3 separate regions of the Pan troglodytes genome follow, and all the other regions are linked to region 3. Evidence: chromatin contacts called from public capture Hi-C data. All regions are on one chromosome and are shown on one strand. Each heading gives the region's core, a stretch centred on a gene start, on an enhancer-like site or on the middle of the called end of the contact. The rest is flanking DNA. Distances are from core to core; before and after follow the strand shown. Region 1 overlaps IGSF9B (immunoglobulin superfamily member 9B). Region 2 overlaps JAM3 (junctional adhesion molecule 3). Region 3 has its middle 20 kb from the start of JAM3.

Evidence for each region. Capture Hi-C pulls out chosen DNA fragments and counts their contacts.
Region 1: a capture Hi-C map of stem cell-derived neural stem cells shows a contact between it and region 3, with 3 times the contacts expected there. The contact joins two enhancer-like sites. A contact is called at or near these places in 3 of 7 Hi-C or Micro-C datasets (induced pluripotent stem cells and stem cell-derived neural progenitor cells), 1 of 1 datasets of contacts at active chromatin or transcription factors (stem cell-derived excitatory neurons) and 1 of 1 other capture datasets (stem cell-derived neural stem cells).
Region 2: a capture Hi-C map of stem cell-derived neural stem cells shows a contact between it and region 3, with 5 times the contacts expected there. The contact joins two enhancer-like sites. A contact is called at or near these places in 5 of 7 Hi-C or Micro-C datasets (blood, induced pluripotent stem cells, a lymphoblastoid cell line and 1 more) and 1 of 1 other capture datasets (stem cell-derived neural stem cells).

Annotation. Positions count from the first base shown.
Region 1 is chr9:135,881,422-135,884,121 of NHGRI_mPanTro3-v2.0_pri, reverse strand. IGSF9B (immunoglobulin superfamily member 9B) reads left to right here. Exons shown (of 20, transcript XM_016922322.4): 13 at 2,073-2,248. Among named protein-coding and RNA genes, the nearest start is that of IGSF9B, 33 kb to the left of the region's middle. Within about 2 kb of position 1,326, at least 3 of the 24 cell types and tissues checked have an H3K27ac peak or open chromatin away from gene starts, as enhancers often do. A contact at or near this core is called in stem cell-derived neural stem cells, where this site is marked.
Region 2 is chr9:136,101,269-136,103,968 of NHGRI_mPanTro3-v2.0_pri, reverse strand. JAM3 (junctional adhesion molecule 3) reads right to left here. Exons shown (of 9, transcript XM_529458.9): 2 at 953-1,018; 3 at 67-180. Among named protein-coding and RNA genes, the nearest start is that of JAM3, 73 kb to the right of the region's middle. Within about 2 kb of position 1,343, at least 8 of the 24 cell types and tissues checked have an H3K27ac peak or open chromatin away from gene starts, as enhancers often do. A contact at or near this core is called in stem cell-derived neural stem cells, where this site is marked.
Region 3 is chr9:136,008,416-136,011,115 of NHGRI_mPanTro3-v2.0_pri, reverse strand. No RefSeq gene overlaps it. Among named protein-coding and RNA genes, the nearest start is that of JAM3, 20 kb to the left of the region's middle. Within about 2 kb of position 1,330, at least 2 of the 24 cell types and tissues checked have an H3K27ac peak or open chromatin away from gene starts, as enhancers often do. A contact at or near this core is called in stem cell-derived neural stem cells, where this site is marked.

The sequences.
Region 1 (2,700 bases), core at 77-2,576, 130 kb after region 3:
AATAATCGCATCAGGGTAAAGGGGTATCCACCCCTCAAACATTTGTCCTTTGTGTTCCAACAATCCAATTATACTCATAGTGATTTAAGAATGTATGATACATTATTGTTGCTTGTAATCCTGTTGTGCTGGCAAACACCAGGTCTTACTGGTTCTTTCTCACTATGATTTGTACGTGTTCACCCTCCCCACCTCCTGTAGTCTAGTTTTTATTCTGTCTCTTCCCCAGTGGCCACAGAAACTGGTGTGGAGAGGTGATGCTCACTTCCCAGCCTTGGGGTCAGCCCCTGCATTTTCTCTCTAGGACCATGTGTTTCTCGATTGTTTTCATTCCTCTGTTGTCAGTTTAGCCAGATGCGGTCATTTGAGATCTTTGCGCAAACCTTAGGGTAGATACGGATCTCAAAAATGTGCCAAGCCGGGTGAGGGCAGGAGGCACAGGAAGGGAGAAGAAGGAAGCCTAGCTGACTCCTCCCACCCCCAAAGGCTGCCCCTCCCTACACTCCTGTTTGAGTAAGAGTGGCAGCCACCTGCCCTGCCCCCGGGGTGACAACCTTGAGCTGGGAGGGCGAGCCCCTCAGTGCCTTCTTTTAGACCTGTCTCACCTGCAGGTGTCTCTCTAGCCAGGCTCAACTCGAGCCTGGGGAGGGGGAAAAGGCAGGCGCCTGGGGCAGCTCAGGGGGTTCAGGGAGACCCCTTTATCCACGTCTCAGCAGTGAGGGAAGTTGAGAGGGGCACCCGCTCTTGTCTCCCATCATGTTGGTTCGGTGGCTGCTTCCCGGGCGGAGTGTCCTGGGTGTCTTGATTCTGATTGGAGAACTGCACCTAGATGATGGGGTTGCAGCAGCTCACCTCCCGTCCCCTTACTCTGTTCCTCCCGCAGCAGCGTGGGGGCCCTAACCAGCCTGCCCGGTGGCTGCTGCGAGACTGGTGCTGCTCAGCGCCTAGGTGTCCAGGGTGGGACATTTGGTGTGGTCAAGCTGTCTTTGGAGATGCCTGGGTGGGAGGTCTGGGCATACGATGGGGGGCTCAGGCGTAGATTGGGGCTCCCCTGCTGCTTGCGGTGCTGCTCCACGCTGCTGCTCATCTGCACTGCTTTTCCACACGTGGCTCCTCGCTGCTTTGTTGCCTGGGCCAGGGAAGGGCGGGGCCGAGGTTGGGGAGGTCTCCTTTCTTTCTGCCTGCCTCTAACTCTGTGCACTGACTCCGACGTTTGGCGCCGGCTTCTTTTTGTTCTGCTTTCCGCTGCCTCAGCTCACCCTCCTGGGCGTGCACGGTAGTGAGCCGGGACCCGGGAGTGGATCCTGGAGGGCACCCACCAGGTTACAGCTCAGGGCTGCAAGGAGAGGGCCAGTCCCACAGGACCATGTCTCCTCCCTGTGGTGACGTGGCAGCACTGCACTCATAGCCCGCCGGCTTTGCTGGGAGTTGGGAGCCTGTGGAACAAGGGAACACCCTCGGCCCCGTCTTCCTACTCTCCATGCATAGCGTGACCTTCTTCCAACCCTTACGGCCTTAGGGATCCTGGCCCCCCTGTGGGGAAACCCCTGGTCATTATGGTCTTATACCCTGGACATCTCAGGTGACTCCAGTCTGATTGGATGAATGAGCCCTGTGGGTTACCCGAGGCCCTACTTCAGCTGTCCCTGGGGGTGTGTGCAGCCAGGTCCTGGGCTCCTTCCCTCGTCCTGCCACTGTTGAGCCGCTTATCCCCACACCCCAGAGCCTTACTCTCCCAAGGCAGAGCTTGTTCTTAGGGTTGTGACCAGGGTGGGATTCTCCCACAATGCAGCTGGTAATCCATCTGACCAGTGTCCTGAGCACGACTTGCACCTAAAGGCCCCTTTGGTAGAAAAGGTGCCAGCTGTGGTTGGTGACCCGGCATCAGGAGGATTGGCACAGCCAAAGCTGGGTAGGGCATCCACTCTGGGCTATGCCCTCTTCTTGCCCTTGAACCTGGGAACGCCAGGCCCACCAGTGCCTTCTCCCTGAGCACCCTGCATGCACCCTCTTCTCTCCAGTGTGACCCACCCCGCCCCTCGTCCCCTATCCTGTCTCTCTCTTTTGGCCAGGATGAAGCGGGCACAGTTTGGGCCCCATGACTGGCTGTCCTTGCCAGTGCCGCCAGGACCCAGCTGGCTGCTGGTGGACACCCTGGAGCCTGAGACAGCGTACCAGTTCAGCGTCCTGGCCCAGAACAAGCTGGGAACCAGCGCCTTCAGTGAGGTGGTCACTGTGAACACTTTAGGTGAGGGCCCGGGGTGGGATGTTGGGAGCGGGGGTTGTAGAGGTGGTGGGGGCGGTGGCCCAGGCAGCTAGCAGTCGGTCTCCTGTGTGCCGGTACCTTGCTGAGTGCTCCACAGAGCCGTGCCGTCTGATCTCCCCGTGAGGATTTGTTGTGGTCTCTGTGGGGTTTGCTGGTCCTGCATCAGAGTGCCGTTGGCCGAATTCCTGTTGCTTTTTCAGGTGGAAGAAAGACACTTAGAATTTTCTCTTTCCTTGTCAGGCCACATGTTTGCTTTCAGGGGAGATTGGGCATCCTCCCTCCTTGGCAGCGCCTGCCGGTTCTTGCCTCTGGCCCCAGCCTCACTGGGCGGTAGGCATGTGGCTGCCTCCCGCTGCAGTGTCTTCCAGGCCACCTTCCTGGAGGCAGCCTCATACTCCTCCCTGCCTGGCCACAGTTGTGTTTGCTCTGCTCTG
Region 2 (2,700 bases), core at 94-2,593, 93 kb before region 3:
AAGAGTGTACACCCAGGTCTATGGACAGAGGAAAGGTCAGCAAGCAAGAGGACTACAGGATCATACCCTGAATTTTGTTGTCAAAAAACACATATGTGGTTTGTTCATCTTGAATTTTCTTCCACTCGATCCTGGGGTCACTTGTCTGCGAATCCGTAATGATGCAAGACAGTTCCACACCTAACACGCAAAGAAGAAAAAGAGCTCTCGGTGAATGTGGAGTGCTTCTAGGTTCAGCTGCACCCAGACCCTGCAAGCTCTAATTCAAGAGGCCTTTCATGCAGATTAAAAACGTAGCCAACTCCACACTCCAAGAGACTTTGAGAAAGGATTTTTTGCCAGAAAATCAATAAAGATAATTAGCAAGGATTTTACTACATAGTGTACCCCCTCCCTTAAACACCCTGCTTGTATATAAGAAATTTCTTGGCCAGGCGCGGTGGCTCACACCTGTAATCTTAGCACTTTGGGAGGCCAAGGAGGGTGGATCACCTGAGGTCAGGAGTTTGAGACCAGTCAGGCCAAACATGGCAAAACCCCATACAAAAATCAGCTAGGCGTGGTGGCGGGTGCCTGTAATCCCAGCTACTCAGGAGGCTGAGGCAGGAGAATCGCTTGAACCCAGGAGGCAGAGGCTGCAGTGAGCCAAGATTGCGTCACTACACTCCAGCCTGGGCAACAGGAGCGAGACTCCATCTCAAAAAGAAAAAAGAAATTTCTTTGTTGTGTGATCACAAAGCCAGGCAGGAGTGCGATGACAGCTGATGGAAAACCGCACAGGGCTCACTGCCGGCCTGCTGATGCCATGCTTCTAGGCCTGTGCACCGCAGAGCAGTCCACCCGGGACATCTCCCTGGCACACTACAGAGACAGATGTGTCCTGAGTTGGCTGCAAGACACCAAATGTCCAGTAGATGGTGCCCATTATCCTAGGCATTTCGTTTGTACTTACTTTCAAATTCCTGTACCACTGGGGTTCGATTGCTGGATTTGAGATTTACAGCCCCTATCAGGCAGCCTGAAGGAGAAAGAAAAGTAAAATCAGAGAAAATGTATCTCAAACGGCAGAGAAACCTTGCACTGAGGTCAGGTTTTCCCGTCTGCGTAGGCTATGGTTACTAACCACAGAGGATGGAAAAATATTCCACAATAAAGTCTCTTAGGTAAGCCAAGTTAACTGCTTTCTCTCTCAAATCTGACCTTCACTGGAAGGAGCCAAGGGAAAGAGAAGAGTTCTAAGAACTCCTTCTCCTTTCTAGTCCCAGAACAAAGCCCTCAGAGCTTTAAAGCCTTTGTCTAAGCATTTCCTATTGACCCTTCGACACCTCTCCTCCCAGACCTGCCCGGGCCTTCTGCCCTTCCTCCCTCCATCATCCCCTCTTCCCCAGGCTTCCAATCCTGCACAGGCACCCTCAGTGGCACGTGATATGGGCCAGACTCTTGGGCTGGAACTCTTCCCTTCGGGACGGCATCAACACTCTCTGGGTATGGTTATCAACCAGCTAGGAGTCCACCTCGCTGTATGAGCAACCCGGTGGTTCCAGTCCACGAAGTTTTCACCGGTCTTTGTTGAAATGAGAAAAATAATAATATAACACGGTAATTTTCACGAAGCTGAGTTTATATCATTGATGAAAGCAAGATAACTACTTGCATGGCAATCCCTTTCAAAACTAGCATCTGATTCCTTATGGGTTTGGGCAAACATCAGACACCTGTTTACCATGGTCTCAAAAGTTCTCAACTAATCTTGGAGAGAAGATCAAGTAGGTACATGGACTACCTACAACATAGTATTCTTTAGCTGCCATGCCTCCAATAAAACATGCCATCCCCAAAGAAGGCCTTCATACAGAACACCTTGATGAAGGTCTCTGGGTCCTGGCTTATGATCACCGCTAAAGAAAATCACAGAGCAACTCTGCTCCAAGCTGCTTTAACTCCTTGCATACTGGGCAGCCTCACACAGCCCATTCTTTTCCTTTCTCTTCTTTAATGGCCCAGCTACATGGATCTTTTCTTTCTAAATAGTCAGATTTCACTAATTCTAGCAAAAGCCCTAAACAATAATTCAACAAAAAGGGATGGAAAACAGAAGTGTAATATACCTGAATTGCTATTGGTTCCTAAAACACTTCTACAAAAAGTTATACAACAAAGGACAAGTGAAGATAACGTTATTTTGTTTGGATAACCATGGCTACTCCCTCTGGGAGCCAGAAATACATCCCATGCATGTGCAGCCCCTTCTACTTCTCCTTCAAAATGAAAGCGCCCAGTGATGCACTAGTAAAGAATGATATGTGAGGCTCCGAGTCTCTACCAAGGCCACACGGGCTCCTTCTAAGGAAAGTGGCCACAAACATTTCTCTCAGTATGAGCACCACGACTTCAACAGGACGCCACCACTGGCTCTAAGGGACTATCGGCCATAAACATTTCTCTCAGTATGAGCACCACGACTTCGAGGAGACGCCACCACTGGCTCTAAGGGACTATTGGCCATAAACATTTCTCTCAGTATGAGCACCATGACTTCGACGAGACGCCACCACTGGCTCTAAGGGACTAGTGGCCATAAACATTTCTCTCAGTTATGAGCACCACGACTTCGACGGGACGCCACCACTGGCTCTAACGGACTATTGGCCATAAACATTTCTCTCAGTATGAGCACCACGACTTCGACAGGACGCCACC
Region 3 (2,700 bases), core at 81-2,580:
GCCTCCTGCCCACCCCGGGTGGCCGCGACAGGGAGCGCCCCCTCCTGCGCGGGGTGCACCGTTTCCCAGCCTCACTGCGCCACCGTGTGGCGGCCTCTTACTGTTGCAGCTCCTTATTCCTCCCCCGCCCTCCCCAAACCGGTACGCTTAGCTGTTTGGTGTTCTGTGCTCAAGTTTTCAAGGCAATTTTGTGTATAGTATCCCAGTATTTTTTTTTTTTTTTTGGCAGGGGGGCAGGGTCTCGCTCTGTCGTCCAGGCTGGAGTGCAGTGGCACGATCACGACTCACTGGAGCCTCCACCTCCCTCACTCAAGTGATCCTCCTGCTTCAATCTCCGGAGTAGCTGGGACCACAGGCATGTGCCACTATGCCTAGCTAATTTTTTAATTTTTTGTAGAGATAGTGTCTTCTGTGTTGCCCAGGCTGGTCTCGAACTCCTGGCCTCAAGGGATCCTCTCGCCTCAGCCTCCCAAAGTGCTGGGATTACAGGCAGCATCCCGGTATTTTAAGAACTTGCAGTCTTAAGCAGAGATACCCAGATGGATGTAAGCCCTGAGCCGGGCATGTACATAAAGCAATAAAGGGCTAAGACTGAAAGCCGTAGGTTAGTGTATTTGTGTGGAGATGAGGAAGAAGAAAGAACAGCCGTAAGAGTTCCAAATATTTCACACTGGGCTGCTTAGGAGCCAGGGTGCGACCCTAGTTCAGTTGGTGGGGTGGATTTTGCTGCCCTCTTCAAAAGAGTTTTAAAAATATAGATTGATTGTGTTTTAGAGACAGGATCTCGCTCTGTCACCCAGGCTGAGTGCAGTGTCACGACCACAGCCCACTGCAGCCTGAACTCCTGGGCACATGCGATCCGTCTTCCTCAGCCTCCCAAGTAACTGGGACCACAGGTGTGTGCCACCACTTCCAGCTAATTTTTAAAACTTTTTGTAGGGATGAGGTCTCACTATGTTGCTTAGGCTGGTCTCAAACTTCTGGGCTCAAGCGATCTTCCTGCTTCCCCATCTGGAAGTACTGGGATTACAAGTGTGAGCCACCTTGCCTGGCCACGTACTTATCCAAAAAAAAAAAATGCAAAAGCCAGAGTAGAACAGCCTGGATTGTTAGCCTGGGGTCTCCTTGCTTTGCATCCAGAGACCCCCTGGGGAGGGGAGGAGTCAGCCACAGGGTTCCTCCAGCAGGGAGGGGCCAAAGCATCACAAGGGGAAAAGTGCCATCTGTCATCTGTGAAGGAGCACTGCAGTTCACGTCGGAAGTCCTGCTCTTCTCCTCACTCTGTGACCTTGAGAAACTGCAGGGCCTGGCTTTAAATTTCAGAGCGTCCTCAGGCTTTGCCTGTGTTCACGCCGTGTCTGCCCCGACTGCCTGTCGTGTGCCTCGGTCAGACTGGTGTATTCTTCTTCCCCCAGACGTCACTGGTTCTTCCGCTTTGCTGGTAGCATGGCTTTTGCTCAGAATGCCTTTCTTTCTCCCTCTGTGCCTTTAAATCCTAGCCATCCTGAAGGTGAACTCAGATTTCTTCCATGGGGCTTTTGCAAGTCTTTCCAGCTGGGAACTTCCCTCACCCTCTCCGAAACCCTCCCTGGGACTCCACAGATCCTTCTTTTAGGAGCATTATCTGGTGCTTCGAGGTATATTCTGGTTTTTTCATACATCGTAGATATTTTGGGGACCATGTGATATTCTGATCCATGTATATAATGTGTGATGATTAAGTCAGGGCACTTGGGATGGGCATCCCTCAACATTTTTCTTTCTGTTGGGAGCATAGAATATTCTAGTCATGCGTACCTTTACTGTATGTCCCTCACTAGGTGTTAAACTCTATGTGTGGACACTACATTCGATTCATCATCATGCAGTGTGCCTGACACTATGCTTTAGCCATACTGAGTGATGAGCAGACCTCTTATTGATTGAAAAGGAATTTCCTTATTTTTTATAGCTCAACTTAAATATAATTTTTCCCAGGCTGGGCACAGTGGCTCATGCCTGTCATCCCTGCACTTTGGGAGGCTGAGACGGGCAGATCACTCGAGGCCAGGAGTTCGAGATCAACCTGGTCAACACGGCAAAACCCCATCTCAACTAAAAATACAAAAATTAGCTGGGCGTGGTGGTGTGTGCCTGTAGTCCCAGCTACTGAGGAGGCTGAAGCATGAGAACTGCGTGAACCCAGGAGGCAGAGGTTGCAGTGAGCCGAGATTGCGCCACTGCACTCCAGCCCAACTCTGTCTCAAAAAATATATATGTATATTTTATATAATATATATTTATTATTTTATATTTTTATGTTTATAATATATTTTATATATTTACTTATAATACATTTTTATATTTATTATGTACATATACATACATATGTAATATCTCCCAGTAAGTCTCCATGAATTCCCCCCACTACCCCAAGGTGGGGGTGACGTGCCCTCTCGGTGCTTCTAGAACATGCACTCTTCCTACCACAGTGCCTGTCCTACTTATTCCAACGCCTTGTCACTTGCTTTCTCACCCACTAGATGACAAGTGCCTTGAGGAGACAGTGCGTCTGTGAGGCCTCCAGTGCGTGCGTTGCACATGGGCAAACTGTAGGAACTGAGTGGCTATCTGATGAACAGATAGATAAAGAAATGAATCCACGTGTAGATGCATGGAAGCAGGGAAGGGGAGAGGCGCTACAGATGACCTTTAAGATTG